2 separate regions of the Sus scrofa genome follow, and region 1 is linked to region 2. The links are chromatin contacts, called in public promoter capture Hi-C maps. All regions are on one chromosome and are shown on one strand. The core of a region is the stretch at or near the end of the contact, and the rest is flanking DNA. Distances in the headings are between cores, read along the strand shown.

What was found. Promoter capture Hi-C pulls out the DNA fragments that hold promoters and counts their contacts.
Region 1: a contact with region 2 is called in a promoter capture Hi-C map of fetal skeletal muscle, with 3 times the contacts expected there. The contact joins the promoter of LOC110261324 here to the promoter of LOC110261312 in region 2. A contact is called at or near these places in 1 of 5 promoter capture datasets (fetal skeletal muscle), 1 of 47 Hi-C or Micro-C datasets (heart right ventricle) and 1 of 2 datasets of contacts at active chromatin or transcription factors (alveolar macrophages).

What each region holds. Positions count from the first base shown.
Region 1 is chr6:61,923,562-61,931,185 of Sscrofa11.1, reverse strand. It overlaps LOC110261324 (zinc finger protein 772-like), which reads left to right and starts at 4,654. Exons shown (of 4, transcript XM_021097337.1): 1 at 4,654-4,943. The coding sequence starts at 4,911. It overlaps LOC110261322 (zinc finger protein 773-like), which reads right to left and starts at 1,644. Exons shown (of 3, transcript XM_021097331.1): 1 at 1,346-1,644. The coding sequence starts at 1,625. LOC110261329 (a long non-coding RNA gene) reads left to right here. Exons shown (of 2, transcript XR_002345385.1): 2 at 342-1,923.
Region 2 is chr6:61,805,931-61,812,945 of Sscrofa11.1, reverse strand. LOC110261312 (zinc finger protein 548-like) reads right to left here and starts at 2,381. Exons shown (of 4, transcript XM_021097305.1): 1 at 2,237-2,381. The coding sequence starts at 2,314. LOC110261314 (zinc finger protein OZF-like) reads left to right here and starts at 2,440. Exons shown (of 5, transcript XR_002345367.1): 1 at 2,440-2,650; 2 at 5,117-5,155; 3 at 6,815-6,941.

The DNA.
Region 1 (7,624 bases), core at 3,405-5,904, 120 kb before region 2:
GGAACTCCTCTGTTAACTTTTTAAATCCGTGTTATTTTAGTTGTCTAGGTGTGTATATGTATGTACCTACCAACTAGTGTATATGTATGTACCTACCAACTAGTGTTAAATGAGTATTTCATAAACTCGCGATGTAATAACTGAGGGCTTGACCCCGAGAAAACTGAGTAGATACTAGTGCCATTGGCAGCCTGGCTGCCTGCTATACACTCTCTTGAAGGCCCCTCCTAGGGGCATTTCCATTGGAGCAGTTGCTCATCCCTCCTGCTTTAAAAGCTGGGTGCTTAGGCACCAAAGAGGATGCTCTGCTAGCCTGGCTGACTCACCTTTTTCTCTAACAGGAGTGGAAATGAGTCCCCGCTGAGCCTGGAGTGGCAAATCTGCACGACTGAATCAGAGTCCTGGATTCTTAAACCCTATAAGCCTCCATTCCTCCACACTCCAGCCAGAACCACTTCACAGCACAGGAATACGCCCCTTTGGAGGCAATCCCACCCTCCAAGTTTATCTGAGAGAACAACATAAAGATTCTCCCTCCTAAATATGAGCCCCAGGACTTGCTCTGGGCCAGGCCACCACTCACCATCCCCTGGGTATATTCAGCCCAGATCCCTCCCCAGAACCCAATAGGTCACGTGACACTTGGGACACCTCAGGGTTACCATGTACAAAATCTAGTCCCCGAAACGGGCTCCCTGCACTGAATCCCCCAGCTCCACTCTTGCAGGTGTTCAGGAAACAAGAAGCAAAAGTGCAAACCAAAAATCCCTACTTTTTCAGAGCGACGTCTGGTGCGGTAAGAAATCCTGTCTGTTGAGTTTTTAAAACCCATTGGAGAGTTGATCATTCCTCCCCGTCTCTAACCACCAGCAAAAGCCCAGCCCCCCGCCCCCGAACTATTAGTCTGTCGTACTGACTTCCTATAGGGAGACCTTTCATCACCCCCATCCCAGTCTGTTTTTCCCTGAGAAGCCTTTGGAAAACTGAAACATAGGTTGAGCCCTCCGTTTAGTCACAACCCTTCGCGGCCACCAGCAGCCTCAGAACGAAGGTCCCCGCTGCTCGCGCTGCCTTTTCACGTGTGTCTCGTCCCCTCAGAAGCGGCTCTGTGCGCAGCTGAGACAGACCTCGAGGTAAGACTCCGAGTGGAGTAACTGCCCCAAGGCTTTGATTTTGCCGGTCCCTCGGCCTGTAAGCCCCTGCCACACCCCATCACACTCGCTGGCAGAAATGGGGACCCCCACCCACATGCTCCTACAGACCTGGGCCCAGGTGCTTGAGCAGGGGACGGTCAGCGGGCCCTTGAGTGTCCGAGGGGCTGAGCGTCTAGAGGACGAGCGTTTACCTGAACCGGGACCCTCCGCGCGGCCGCCGCCATCGGAGTCTGAGGGCTGAGAGGGGCGGGGAGCGGAGGACCAGGTCGGGACCCAGGCATCCCTGCCCCCGACCCAGAATCGGGTTACCCTCGGCGTCGCTGCCGAACGCCAGCACCGCCTTTGTGCGTTGAAGACAACGGCTGCCTCCTCTCGAGCCTTCTTGCTCTCGTGCCCCAAGCTCAACACCAGGTTTCCGGAGGCTCTAATCGGGAGGACGGACCCTAAGGCGACGCCGGAAGTCCCGCCCATCGGGTTCCACACACTTTAACGTCTGTTTTCTTGGCGGAGCTTTTAGCAGCCTCGGAGAGCAGCGCCTGCTGGATAATGTAGTTCCCATGTCGCCAAACGTGGAGAGAGTGGACCGCTGCAGAGAAGGCGGTGGGAAAGAAATTAGGGTCCGGAATTCGGCCAGATTGTCATCTAGAGACTTTATTGTAGGTGCCCCTGTATTTCAATGTCCCTGCACAGTTGGTGCTCCAATCTTTCCTCCTCTTGAAGGATTTAAGGGATCTTGACCACAATAAAGCCGTTTCCCGGGAACAAAGCAGTTGTGTATTACCAAGTTTCCTCCTTTGCTAGGGGGTCGGCCATATCTGGATGTAGGTGATGAGAGAGTCGGGCGACCTCAAGTGTTCACCATCCTCCCTCTCCCCAAACATAACTGTGCTCTTTCCCTCCTTATGGGCCCCGCTCTAGTGTGCCAGCAGGACACTAAGCCTTTTTTTTTTTTTTTTTTTTAGCGCATATGGAGGTTTTGGTTTTGCTTTTGCTTTTCAAGGCTGCACCCGCCCGCTTATGAAGGTTCCCAGGCTAGGGGTAAAAGTCAAGTCAGAGCTATAACTGCCCTCTCCAGCCACAGCCACAGCCACACAGGATACTAGACGCATCTAAGACCACACCACAGCTCACGGCAACGCCGGATCCTTAACCCACTGAGCGAAGCCAGAGATCAAACCTGCAACCTCATGATTCCTAGTCAGATTGTTTCTGCTGCCCCATGATGGGAACTCCAGCAGGACACTAAGCCTTAAAACCCATAAGCCAGCCCTTCTCTCCTGCCAGGTTTCCTCCCTTCATCCCTTCTTACTCTGTGTTCCACTACCCATCTCCCTGCAGGTAGGAAGCATGCTAGACTGTTGACACCAAGCAGCGATTGATAAAAGAGATGCCAACATTTTATTGTGTGTTCTCCCACCACCTCTTTCACCATTGACTCTTTTGTGTCAATCTTCATTTCTCCGATTTTTCTCCTGTTTTATCTGTGGACTAAGTAGTGACCAACTTCATCACAGCTTTGGAATGACTCATTGTTAGAACGAAAAAGGGTTATGGGTTTGAAGCTGAAGTAAATAGAGGCAGGGAGTCCAGAGTGTTGAGGCATCAAGTAGGTTTATTGACCAGCAAATGGCCAGGAGTACTGAGAGAAGGCTCAGGCTCCCCAGTGTTAAGGGGCCTGTGGCTGAAGTCATCTGTGTTAGGTTAGGATCAGGCTACATGGGAGGGGTAGGAGGTGAGGATGAGACAGTTCTAAGATAGGGTCATGAGACGGGTAGGAGGAAAGGGCGAGAATGTTCCAAGATAGGGTTTGGGTTGAAGATTAACAAAATGTAGGGCAGTCATCATTCAGGAATAGTAGGTTCTTGGCAAGATAAGGGGGTCAGAGCTTTGAGCAGTTTAATCTGGCTCTAAGACTCATGAGTGCAAAAGATGACGAAGCATTCACTCCTTCCTGGAACATTCTGGAACTAGGTGTTCTGTACCAGTTGATTCTGGAAAGGAGGAGAAGAAATGCCGTGTTAGACCAGCCAAGGATGGGCTGGCTTCCTGAAACCTCAGGAAAATGTACCCTCTCAAAGAGAGAAGCAGATTCTTTATCACTTCGATCAAATGACAGATCAGGATGAACAAATACAGTTCGTGAATGAACTTGTTTGTTGAAACTTTCATGTAAGTGAAAAAAAGTGAGCAGAGAAATAGTAAAAATATAAGTAAAAAGAGTTCCCTAGTGGCATAGTAGTGTTTGCTGTGGCAGGTGTTTGATCCCTGGCCCAGGAACTTCCACGTGCCTTGGGTATGGTCAATACATATATAATTTTTATATATATAGGCATATAATTAAAAAAAATATATATATATATAGAATGTAAAACACTCGAGCACAAAGTGGTAGTAATGGACCACACACATGGGATGACAGAAATCCAAGTGGCTTTATTTAGAAAACACCACAATGTGGCACATAATGGGAGGGAGGGAGGGAGGACTCAGGAGGGTTAGTCTCCTCAATGAATGTGAGATAATGTGCAAAGAAACGCCCATTAAGCCAAGCACAGGAATTATTAAAGCAGATGTATAATTCATATTTGTTAGGCTACAAACAAAGCATATTTTGGCAAGCATAAGGTTCAAGTTAAATTATGTATAGGAATACCCTGGCGGCCTAGTGGCTAAGGATCTGGCATTGTCACTCGTGCTGCATGGGTTCGATCCCTGGCTTGGGAACTTACATATGTCACAGATGCGGCCGAAATAAATACATAAATCATGTATAAGCCAGAATGATTTCCCCATACCTTAATAAGTATCTTCCATCACTTTTCTTTTCAGATATATGTAACATAGCTGAAAGGAACTGAATATATCTGTGTATACGGAGTGAGAAATAGTATTTGTAAAAAGAGTTACTCACTGGGTTAGACGCAATCACTGATTGTACAGTCAGGAGAAATGTTTTCTGAGGTCACCAGAGACACCACCATTGTCCACCTGTACATCAGTGTCCTAAATCCTTACTGCACTTCCACGTCTTGTTGGCCACGAATAGAGTCTTCACTCTTATTCCTGACCCCAAATGCTGAGGCCCACATCACTAACGCTAGAGCTTCACACTACATGTGTATATTTGTTAACGTATTATTAGCTTCCAGCTATAGAAGTCTGAGTGACATTAGCATATGATACGTCCATTTAAATTTTTTTTTTTTTTGGTGAGTATTCTCTGCATAAAGAAGCCCGAGATAATATGTTCCTAAATATTTAAGTGATACGTTACAGACCACAGCCACCGGAAATATGGGTGCGTGTCCTTTAAGAGGAAGTGAAGCTCCGCCCAATCCTCAAAAATCCAACACGTCATTCCTAGGCGCCGCTAGTTAGGTAAGCGGCCCTGGTGTCGCTGTGGGAACTACATTACCCAAGAGCATCGGGGGGCACCGGTCCAATGAAGGCCAAGGAAAGGGGCGTTTCCATTCATAAGGAGGACGAGGGGGCGGGACTTCCTTTTTCCTTTTTTGGGCGGACATTTTTTCCTGCTTTCGGATTAATCCACCAAATCCGTCTCCAGACCGCAGCGTCACACCCGAGGGGACACAACAGGGAAAACGCGAGAGAGGCGATTTCTGCCCTAAACAAGCGAACCTGAGGTTCGTAGTGGCATCGCCCGGGTGACCCAGCCGCCGGAGCCCGGGACCTTGCACTCGTTAACGCTTTCCAGCTACTCCTCTTCCCCTCACTTTCCCCGGACCACGGGCGCGGATGGCGGCGGCCGTGCTGACGGACCCAGTGCAGGTGGGTGCTGCACCCCTGGGTCCTTTCCCTCCCTCCATCTCTGAATCCTGAAGCCTCGAATGAGGGACACTCAGGTCCCTGCAGCTCAGGTGAATGTGTTCAGACGATAGGGGTTCTTTCAGTTGGGTCCTAGATCTGACAACCAGTATAGGAGAATGAGAAAGGACCCTGCCGGCGGAGGGGTCAGCTCGCAGAACGGCTTGGAGGTGTGACACAGCGTTTGGGAAACCCGTTACCTTTGGTGTCTGAAAAGATCAGAGAGCCTGAGTAGCTGTGCCTTCATTCTGAGGGTGATAGGAGGCATAGAAGGTTCTGAACAGAGGAGAGACGCGACCTTATGGTTTCAAAAGTATTTCGTAGACTGGCCAGGTGTGAACAGACTTGGGGGTAAGGATGAGGGAGGTGGGGCCCAGAAAGGCTAAGACTTGGTCCAAGGCAACACCGATAACAGGGGGCCTTGATGACAGAGCCACAGAAGGGCGATAGCCCCAGGGCTTTGTGGTAGGGCAGGAGTAGTGGATAGGCCTGAGCCCTTGGGGCTCTTTCGTGGTTGTTTTTCATAGTCTCTCTCTTCCCACAGGTTCCCATGGTCGCATAAGTAATTACTGGCCCTATACAGGGGAGGGGTGGATATCCAGGCCTTCATCAATTCCAGCCCCACCTTGACTCACGAGGGCTCCAGAGTTTTGGTGTCATAAGACACTTTATATATTTATTTATTTTTTATTTTGAGGGGCACATCTGCAGCATATGGGAGTTCCCAGGCTGGAGGTCAAATTGGAGATGCAATTGCCAGCCTCCACCACAGCCTACACCACAGCCACAGCCACAGCCATGCAGGATCTGAGCTATGTCTGTAACCTACACCACTGCTCACAGCAATACCAGATCTTTTTTTTTTTTTAAATAATTATTTTTATTTTTTCCATTATAGCTGGTTTATACTGTTCTGCCAGTTTTCTACTACACAGCAAGGTTACCCAGTTATACATGCACGTATACATTCTTTTTTCTCATATTATCATGCTTCATCATAAGTGGCTAGCTATAGTTCCCAGCAGGATGATATACAGCAGGATCTCATTGCTTATCCATTCCAAAGGCAATAGTTTGCATCTATGAACCCCAAATTCCCATTCCATCCCTCCCCCTTGGCAACTACAAGTCTGTTCTCCATGTCCATGCTTTTCATTTCTGTGGAAAGGTTCACTTGTGCCATATATTAGATTCCAGATGTAAGAGATATCATATGGGCAGTACCAGCTCCTTAACCCACTGAATGAGGCCAGGGATCAAGCCCACATTCTCCTAAATACTAGTCAGGTTCTTAACCCGCTGTGGCACAATGGGAACTCCTGTTTATTTTTTGGCTGCATCCCCAGCATGTGGAAATTCCTGGGCCAGGGATCGAACCCATGCCACAGCAGCAACCCAGGCCTCTGTAATGACAACACTGGTTCTTTAACCTGCTGTGCCACAGGGAACTCCATAAGACACTTTACTTGTAGTCTCGAAGCTCTTGAGTCTCAGGACCCTGGAGAAACCCAAAGGCAAGGGTTCTGAGTACAGACCAGGGGCTGTGTGGAAGGGTTCCCATTTCTGGTAGCCATTGGAATAGGGAGTGGAAGGTTGTTCCAGGCACAGGAACTAGCATGTGCAAATACTTGAAGGTGGGATTGAGATGAGAGTTTTCCAGAAACTACAGGTCTCCACCACATGTGGTAGCATTTGGGAGCAGGTGTGCAGGAGTCACGCCTGAAATGGCCAGCACACAAGCTAGGCCTCTGTTCTGAGGGTGGTGTAGCCATGGTGGGTGTGGAACAGAGGAGGGTGATCTGATCCAGGTTTTAACAACCTCCCACTGGATGCCAAGTGGAGAACAGGTTGTGTGTGAGATAAGGGTTGAGGGGAATAGGATAATGACAGAGAGATGGGATGGGGTTCAGAGAGGGGGAGGGAAAGGGATGGACTGGGAATTTGGGGTTCATAGATGCAAACTATTGCCTTTGGAATGGATAAGCAATGAGATCCTGCTGTATATCATCCTGCTGGTAATAATGGATGGGCCAGAGGGATGTAGGTGGGAGAAGTGATTTAGTCAGGTTTTCTTTCTTTTTTCTCTTTTCTTTCTTTTTTTTTTTTTTTTTGTCTTTTTGCCATTTTCTTAGGCCGCTTCTGTGGCATATGGAGGTTCCCAGGCTAGGGGTCGAATTGGAGCTGTAGCCACTGGCCTACCGCCAGAGCCACAGCAAACACAGGATCCGAGCCGCGTCTTTGACCTACACCACAGCTCACGGCAACACTGGATCCTTAACCCACTAAACAAGGCCAGGGATCAAACCCGCAACCTCATGGTTCCTAGTCGGATTTGTTAACCACTGAGCCACAACGGGAACTCCCAGGTTTTCTTTCTTTTTTGTTCCTTACCCGCAGCATGTGGAAGTTCCTGAGCCACCATAGTGACATCGCCAGATCCTTAACCCACTAGGCCACCAGGGAACTCCCTGGGTCAGATTTTCTGATGTGAGAGAGATAAAGAGATAGCCCCAAAGATTTAGGCTTTATCAGCTAGAAGGGTAGAAACTCCACTGGCTGACTCTGAAAGGATGTCAGGAGTTCATTTTTGGCCATGTGAAGAGTCTGAGATGTTTCAGTGGACACTGAGTGGAGGTGTCAAGTGA
Region 2 (7,015 bases), core at 1,132-3,631:
AACGCTTGATTCTTTTTTTTTTTGTCTTTTTAGCTATTTCTTGGGCCGCTCCCGCGGCATATGGAGGTTCCCAGGCTAGGGGTCGAATTGGAGCTGGAGCCACCAGCCTATGCCAGAGCCACAGCAACACGGGATCCAAGCCGTGTCTGTGACCTACACCACAGCTCACGGCAACGCTGGATCCTTAACCCACTGAGCAAGGGCAGGGACCGAACCTGCAACCTCATGGTTCCTAGTTGGATTCATTAACCACTGCGCCATGACGGGAACTCCCGCTTGAGTCTTTTCTAGGATTTATTTCTAATTTAGGAGGACAGTATACCCCCCAACCCTCTACGTCCTGCATGTGACAAGGTTTTCCATGAACCTCTGAGGTTTGCCACAACTCTCATTTCTCGGGTGTTGAGAGTTTATCTAAACTACTCCATGGTCCTGCTGCCTTGCCATTCATTTGGTTTGGCCTAGTGGTCTGCTGGGGACTTCATCTGACACCTCCCCTTGTGGAATGACATGCCCTAGTTAGCCATCCCCCAACAATGATGAGGAATAAGGGACATCCTCTGTGGACGAGATTCCCAACACATGCTATTGCCAAATGCCTGTCCTCAAGCTCTTCTGGGAAACAAACCATCTTCAATATCCAGGACAAGGAAATTGGTGACATTCTTCAGACTTTCCCAGGAGGCTTTGAACAGCAAGGCAAATTGAACCAAATATGGATTGACAACTATTCTTTATCCTCTTGCTTCTCCCACCTGAGTAGTAAATACAGCTAGAGGTTCACTCTTTTATTTTGGCAGTCTAATTCTGATCTCCACATTCAGCACATAATAAATAGAACACCACTGGTATACTTCCCTTAGTCAATTAAGAATTTTATCATCACAGGAGTTTCCGTCGTGGTGCAGTGGTTAACGAATCCGACTAGGAACCATGAGGTTGCAGGTTCCATCCCTGGCCTTGCTCAGTGGATTAAGGATCTGGCATTGCCACGAGCTGTGGAGTGGGTTGCAGATGTGGCCCGGATCCTGCATTGCTGTGGCTCTGGCATAGACCGGTGGCTACAACTCCAATTAGAACCCTAGCCTGGGAACCTCCATATGCTGTGGGAGCGGCTCAAGTAAAGACAAAAAAAAAAAAAAAAAAAAAAAGAGAATTTTATCATCACAAACACCAGTACTGTGAGCTGGAGACTCCTGGGTTGGGTGACTCTGAGGGTGGAAAAAAAAATTAACCCAACCATTACAAGTCAATCAAATATACAAAGAAGGGAAATCTCCACAGGCTGCTTGTAGAAGCCAGCTAGAGTCCTTTTGTCCAAAGCTGGGTCATATTCCATCCAAAACAATTCAATGAGGGAGCTCCCATGTGACACAGCAGGTTAAGGATCTGGCATTGTCACTGCAGTGACTTGGGTTGCTGCTGTGGCAAGGGTTTGATCCCTGGCCCAACGTTCTGAATAGCCAAAAACAAAATAAAACAAAACAAAACCTCATTTCAATGGGGAGGGAATGAGGCACCTCAAAAGTCAAGTGACTGGTGAGTCCTCCAGATGAAGGGAAGGCAGAGCTTTCTGCCTCCTCTGAGTACTTCAAGGATGATTCATAAGCCCTGTGCCACATTACTATACAGTAGAGGAGGGGAGGCTTCTGCAACAGATACTGGTAGCAACTTATTTCTGGCAAGGACTCAAGGAGTATAAATATCTGAGCCATCTCCTTTGAGCTGTTTTGCAGATACTCAAACTCCTACCAGTTGGAGTAAGTTAACTGTATGCTTCCCACTAGCATGTAAGTGCCCAGAACCAGAAGGTTGGAACCAGAAGGTTGATGACACTGACTGACTCCCAATTACCTCAACCAATAAGGAGAATGTCCATCAGCTGATCCTGCTCTGCTACTTGAACACTATAAGATTCCTCACTACCCCCTCCAGGGTGGGCCAGTTTGGGGGGAGGGCTGCTGTAGGTGCCTTTGTCTGGCAAAGAAATAAAACTGTTTTTTTCTATTTCACCCAAAATTCTGTCTCCATAATTTAACTCAGGATCAGTATACAGAGGTCAAGTTTCAGCAACAAAACTTGTAAACTGAGTCTAAAGCTTCCACCTACAGGTATTGAAGAACAGTAAGACGATATTTATTGGACTCCAGCTCAGGAAGGCTGTGCTCTCTGAGCGAGAACCTGGTATCAAGTGCCCACCTGGTTTTGTAGGTTTGAGAAACGCCTCTCTCCCTACCTCCCTGTGATCAGTCCAGACGACAATCCATGGAAATCCGGGCGCGACCCACTTGGGAAGCATGGAACCCAGGGCCATTCTCAGAGCCTGAGGACACCCCTTCCCAGCAACCCTCGCGGTGAAGCGGGACCTTTCCTGCCGGTGGGGAGCCGGGTCTCCTGTCCTGGCGGCGGTGCTGTGAACTGCATTACCCAGAGGGCAGTGCGCGCTTCCGGGGGAGATGATGGCGTCTGGGCGGGCCTTCCGGCGTCCACCATGGGCGACATTTTGTAAATTGGGATCTGTTCCCCGAGCTTTGGGACCGCTGACCCGCCTAAGAGAAGCGAATCGGGAAGGCGCTTTGCGGCGATGCCTAGGCCGCACCTTCGCGCACAGACTCCCCTGGCGGCGGACGCGCTGATGGGCCCGCCTCTGGTAAGTGCTGCATCCTCCGGTCCCTCTCCCCGCTCTTCTCATGCCGCAGTATTTTTGTTCTTATCATTGTTCTCGTACCAGTGTCCCGTGTTTATATGTATTTATCTCCCCAAACCTTGGCTTTCCGAATTTTGAAATATAACCTGCGTAGAAAAAAATTGCGCGGAACCTCCATATGCAGTTGCATAAGCAACTCTAAAATTAATATCCGTTCACCGCTCAGGTCTAGATGTGCGAATAAGCCCCTAGAAGCCGCCTGTGCTTCCAAAACAACCCCATCCCCCCAAAGTTAACGTATTATCTGATGTTCAAGTAAACATGTCCTTGCTTTTCTTGATAGTTTTGCCCGTCTGTGGAAAATATTCAACGACTGGAGTTTCAATCGCTTGTTTCAAAACTTTTAACGAATGGGATCATAAAATTACTGTTTTTCATTTGTTCAGTATGGTGTGACTTTACCAGTATTTTTCGTCCTGTCAATTCATTCCATTTTTGTAGAGTATCATAGAGTATGAATATGGGAGTAAAATGTCTATAAGTTCTCTGGAGTTCCCTTCGTGGTGCAGCGGAAACGAATCCGACTAGGAACCATGAGGTTGCGTGTTCGATCCCTGCCTTTGCTCAGTGGGTTAAGGCTCCGTCGTTGCTGTGAGCTGTGGTGTAGGTCGCAGACACGGCTCGGATCCCACCTTGCTGTGGCAGTGGTGTAGGCCGGTGACTACAGCTCTGATTAGACCCCTAGCCTGGGAACCTCCAGGTGCCGCGAGTGTGGCCCTGGAAAAGACAAAAATAAATAAATAAATAATTATTTTTTTTTAAGTCTATAAATTCTCCTGTAGAAGGATTTTCTTTGTTTAGGTGTGTGTGTGTGTGTAATTGTTCTCTGCATTTATAAACATGGTTACTGTAGCCATACTTGCCTTCCATTCTGGGGTATATTAAGCACACATTTTTCTAGTGTATATGTTAAAATTATTATTGCATTTAACATATCCACTTTTTGATCTTGTTTTGATCCATGTTACCAATTCTAACGTCGTTCTTTGAATGAAATTATTATATTTAGACTATTGCATATTATGTTTTGACACACATTTTTTTGATGCACATTTTTTTATGCATTCATAAACTTACTCCAAAAAAAATTCTTAAATTTTATTTTATTTCTTGATTTTTTTTTTTTTTTGTCTTTTTAATAAGGCCACACCTGTGGCATATGGAAGTTCCCAGGTGAGATGTCAACTTTATTTTTTTTTTTGATTTTTAAGTTTTTAAAAATATTCTCTTTATTTTTTATTTTATTAATTAATTTCCTTATTTTGCTTTTTAGGTCCACACCCACAACATATCAAGGTTCCCAGGCTAGGGGTCAAATCGGAGCTGTAGCCGCTGGCCTACTCCACATCCACAGCAATGAGGGATCTGAGCTGCATCTGCAACCTATGCCACAGCTCATGGCAACACCGGATTCTTAACCCACTGAGGGAGGCCAGGGACCGAACCCACAACCTCATGGTTCCTAGTCAGATTCGTTAACCACTGAGCCACGACAGGAACTCCCAGACATTCATTTTGAATGTATAGCCAGTAAATGGTGGTCTGCTCTCTACCACAGGAAAGAAAAACATGTAGGAAATTATTCTCGGGAAAATTTCAACATCACAATATGTGAATAGGGGTTCTTCTCATGGCTCAGAGGTAATAGACCCATTTAGTATCCACGAGGATGCAGGCTCAATCTCTGACCTTGCTCAGTGGGTTAAGGATCCAGTGTTGCTATGAGCTGTGGTGGAGGTCCCAGATGGAATAGATGTGGGTGTGGCCTAGGCTGGCAGCTGCAGCTCCAATTTGGTCCCTAGTTTGGGAACTTCCATAGGTCTTCCCTAAAAAGACAAAAAAAAAAAAAAAAAAAAACCCAAAAAATAAGATTTTAAAAAATTAAAAAAGAGATAGGAATATATTATTGATCAACTATAATAGGAAAAATAAAAATCTTACCAAAAAAGAATGTATTATTAGCAAAGGAGAAAAAGAATAAGGGCATCAAGTGGAAGTGTCAGAAACAGACCTGTACATAAAATGAGACTCAATTTTGGTATTTCTGGTTCTGGATTATAGTAGTATTATATGATATGCCACAGCCATTTTTCCTCCACAGCTTGATTCCTAATTCTTGTGGCTCACTAGGGTCCAGACATACTAGCCTCATGGATACTACTCAGACACACCACACATGACCTTGTTAGAGAGTCTTTGCACTTGTTTTTCCCACTTCTGGAAAGCCTTTTCTTGACATTGCCACATGGCTTTGTGATACAGTCCATAATATCTTCTGCCCTCTTTTACATGCCTTATTTTCCCTTGACCATACATCATCACTTGAAATATTAAGTGGTTCACTCACAAATCTTTTCTACCTGTATTACTGATGGGAGTTAAAGTTGCCTGGCTCTGCCTTTCCCACAGGTTCCACGTTCAGCTGAACCATTTATGGACCCCGCTCCAGTAAGTATCAGGTGTCTTGGAACTCTTTTAATGCCGCTTTTCCTGGCCTTATCTGGAGATCCTGGAGAAACTCTAAGCTCAGGTTTCTAAGTCTAGGCCTGAGGTTATGTGGAGAGATTTCACAGAGATACGAAAGGTTGTGTTAGTCACAAGGGTTAGTATGTACAAATGCTTGGGGATGAGACTGAGATGGGGGTGTCCCATGACTTGGAGGTCTCTGCTACTATCTGGTGAGAACACATAGCAAGGGGGCCAGAGTCAGGCCTAGATGGTAGCCTGAGAAGTGGGGTTTCTGTTTGAGAGTGATGGCAGCCATGGAATTTTTGGAACCGAAGACAAAAGTGATCTGACTTAGGACTTAAGAGGCTACCCCTGGCTGCCGAGTGCAGAATAGACTGAGGGCAAGGAAGACAAGAAGCAGACCATTCCAGAAGCAATTGCATGCATCCAGGTGAGTGTTGGTTGTGGCAGGACCAGAGTGGTGGGTGTGGAGGTAGGAGAAACACTTGGCCTCTGGATTTGTTTTGAAGTAGGGACTGACCAGCTGTTGTAATGTGGAGGGGTCACAGATGACTAAAGTTTTGTCTCCTTTGCACCTGGAAGGGTGGGTGTGCCATCAGCTGAGATGGGGAAGTCTGTGGTATGAGTACGTTCTAGTGAGAATATTAGGAATTGGGTTTTGGCTATATTGAGGTTCACATGTCCCAGAGACTTCACAGTACAGGAGACCAGTGGAGAGCTGAACATTCAGATCTAGAGTGCTAGGGAGGACTTCAGGATGCCATTAGGGGAGAGAGGAAGGGAGAGGGCTGTGGACCTCCCAAAGACAGACAAGGAGGAGGAGTTACTATGGAAAGGTAGATTGTGATGAAAAGTCCAGCAGGTGGCCTAGGTTTTCGTGGGGGAGTGGCCATGACATTGAGGCCGAAGTAAAACAGAAACAGATGTGAACTGACAACAGTGTCAGGCTGGTGCTTACTTCTTCTCCCATAGACTTAATAGCATTTTGTGATGGAACCTGGGGAGTGTCTGTCAGAATGTCAAGTGACTTTACCCAAGATGTGTCCCGTGGGTGTGGATTTTGAGTGGCTGTTAAAGGGACAGAGATTGTACCTGATGAAGAGACCTCATGTCCAGGGAAGAAGTGGAACCTGACCAGAGGTCGTTAGATCCGCATGGTGCGACGGAAGTTGGAGTCTCGAACAAGGCCTGGTGGGGAAGCCTTCAGAAGAGGGCTGGGGAGCTGCCAGTGGAGACGTGGGGTACAGTGGGGTTGTGTTGCATTGGCCAAGTACTTCCTGAATGCCATGTGCAGAAGGGTATGTGAGGAGGCAGGGGATGTGGCAGTTTTGTGGGCCAGGTGGTAGCGATGGGGTCAGATGTACGTGGAGGTCTGATGAGTAATACGCATGTGGGAAGGACTTGTGAACCCAGGGCCCTGATCCCAGGCCCACAGTTTAGATGGCATCTGTCTCTCCACCTGCCTGTTGCTGAGGGGTGGAGCTCGTGCTCAAGGAAGCAAAGAGAGGTATTGGCCCTCTAAGTGAGAGAGCTGGAGAGGATGATGAGCACGGAGTGAATGTGGGCTGGTGTTATAGGTACTCCTGAGGTCCTGGGGAGAGAGCCTGCTTATGGACACCTCTGTCCCCGTCATCACAGGGCTCTGTGACCTTTGAGGACGTGGCTGTGTACTTTTCCCAGGAGGAATGGAAGCTTCTTCATGAGGCCCAGAGACTCCTGTACCGAGATGTGATGCTGGAGACCTTTGCACTTGTTGCATCATTGGGTAAGGCGCTCATACCTCTCCCGGCACCCTGGAAAGGTCTGTGCCTTTTCCCTTCTTTTGTAAGAACAGCTCCA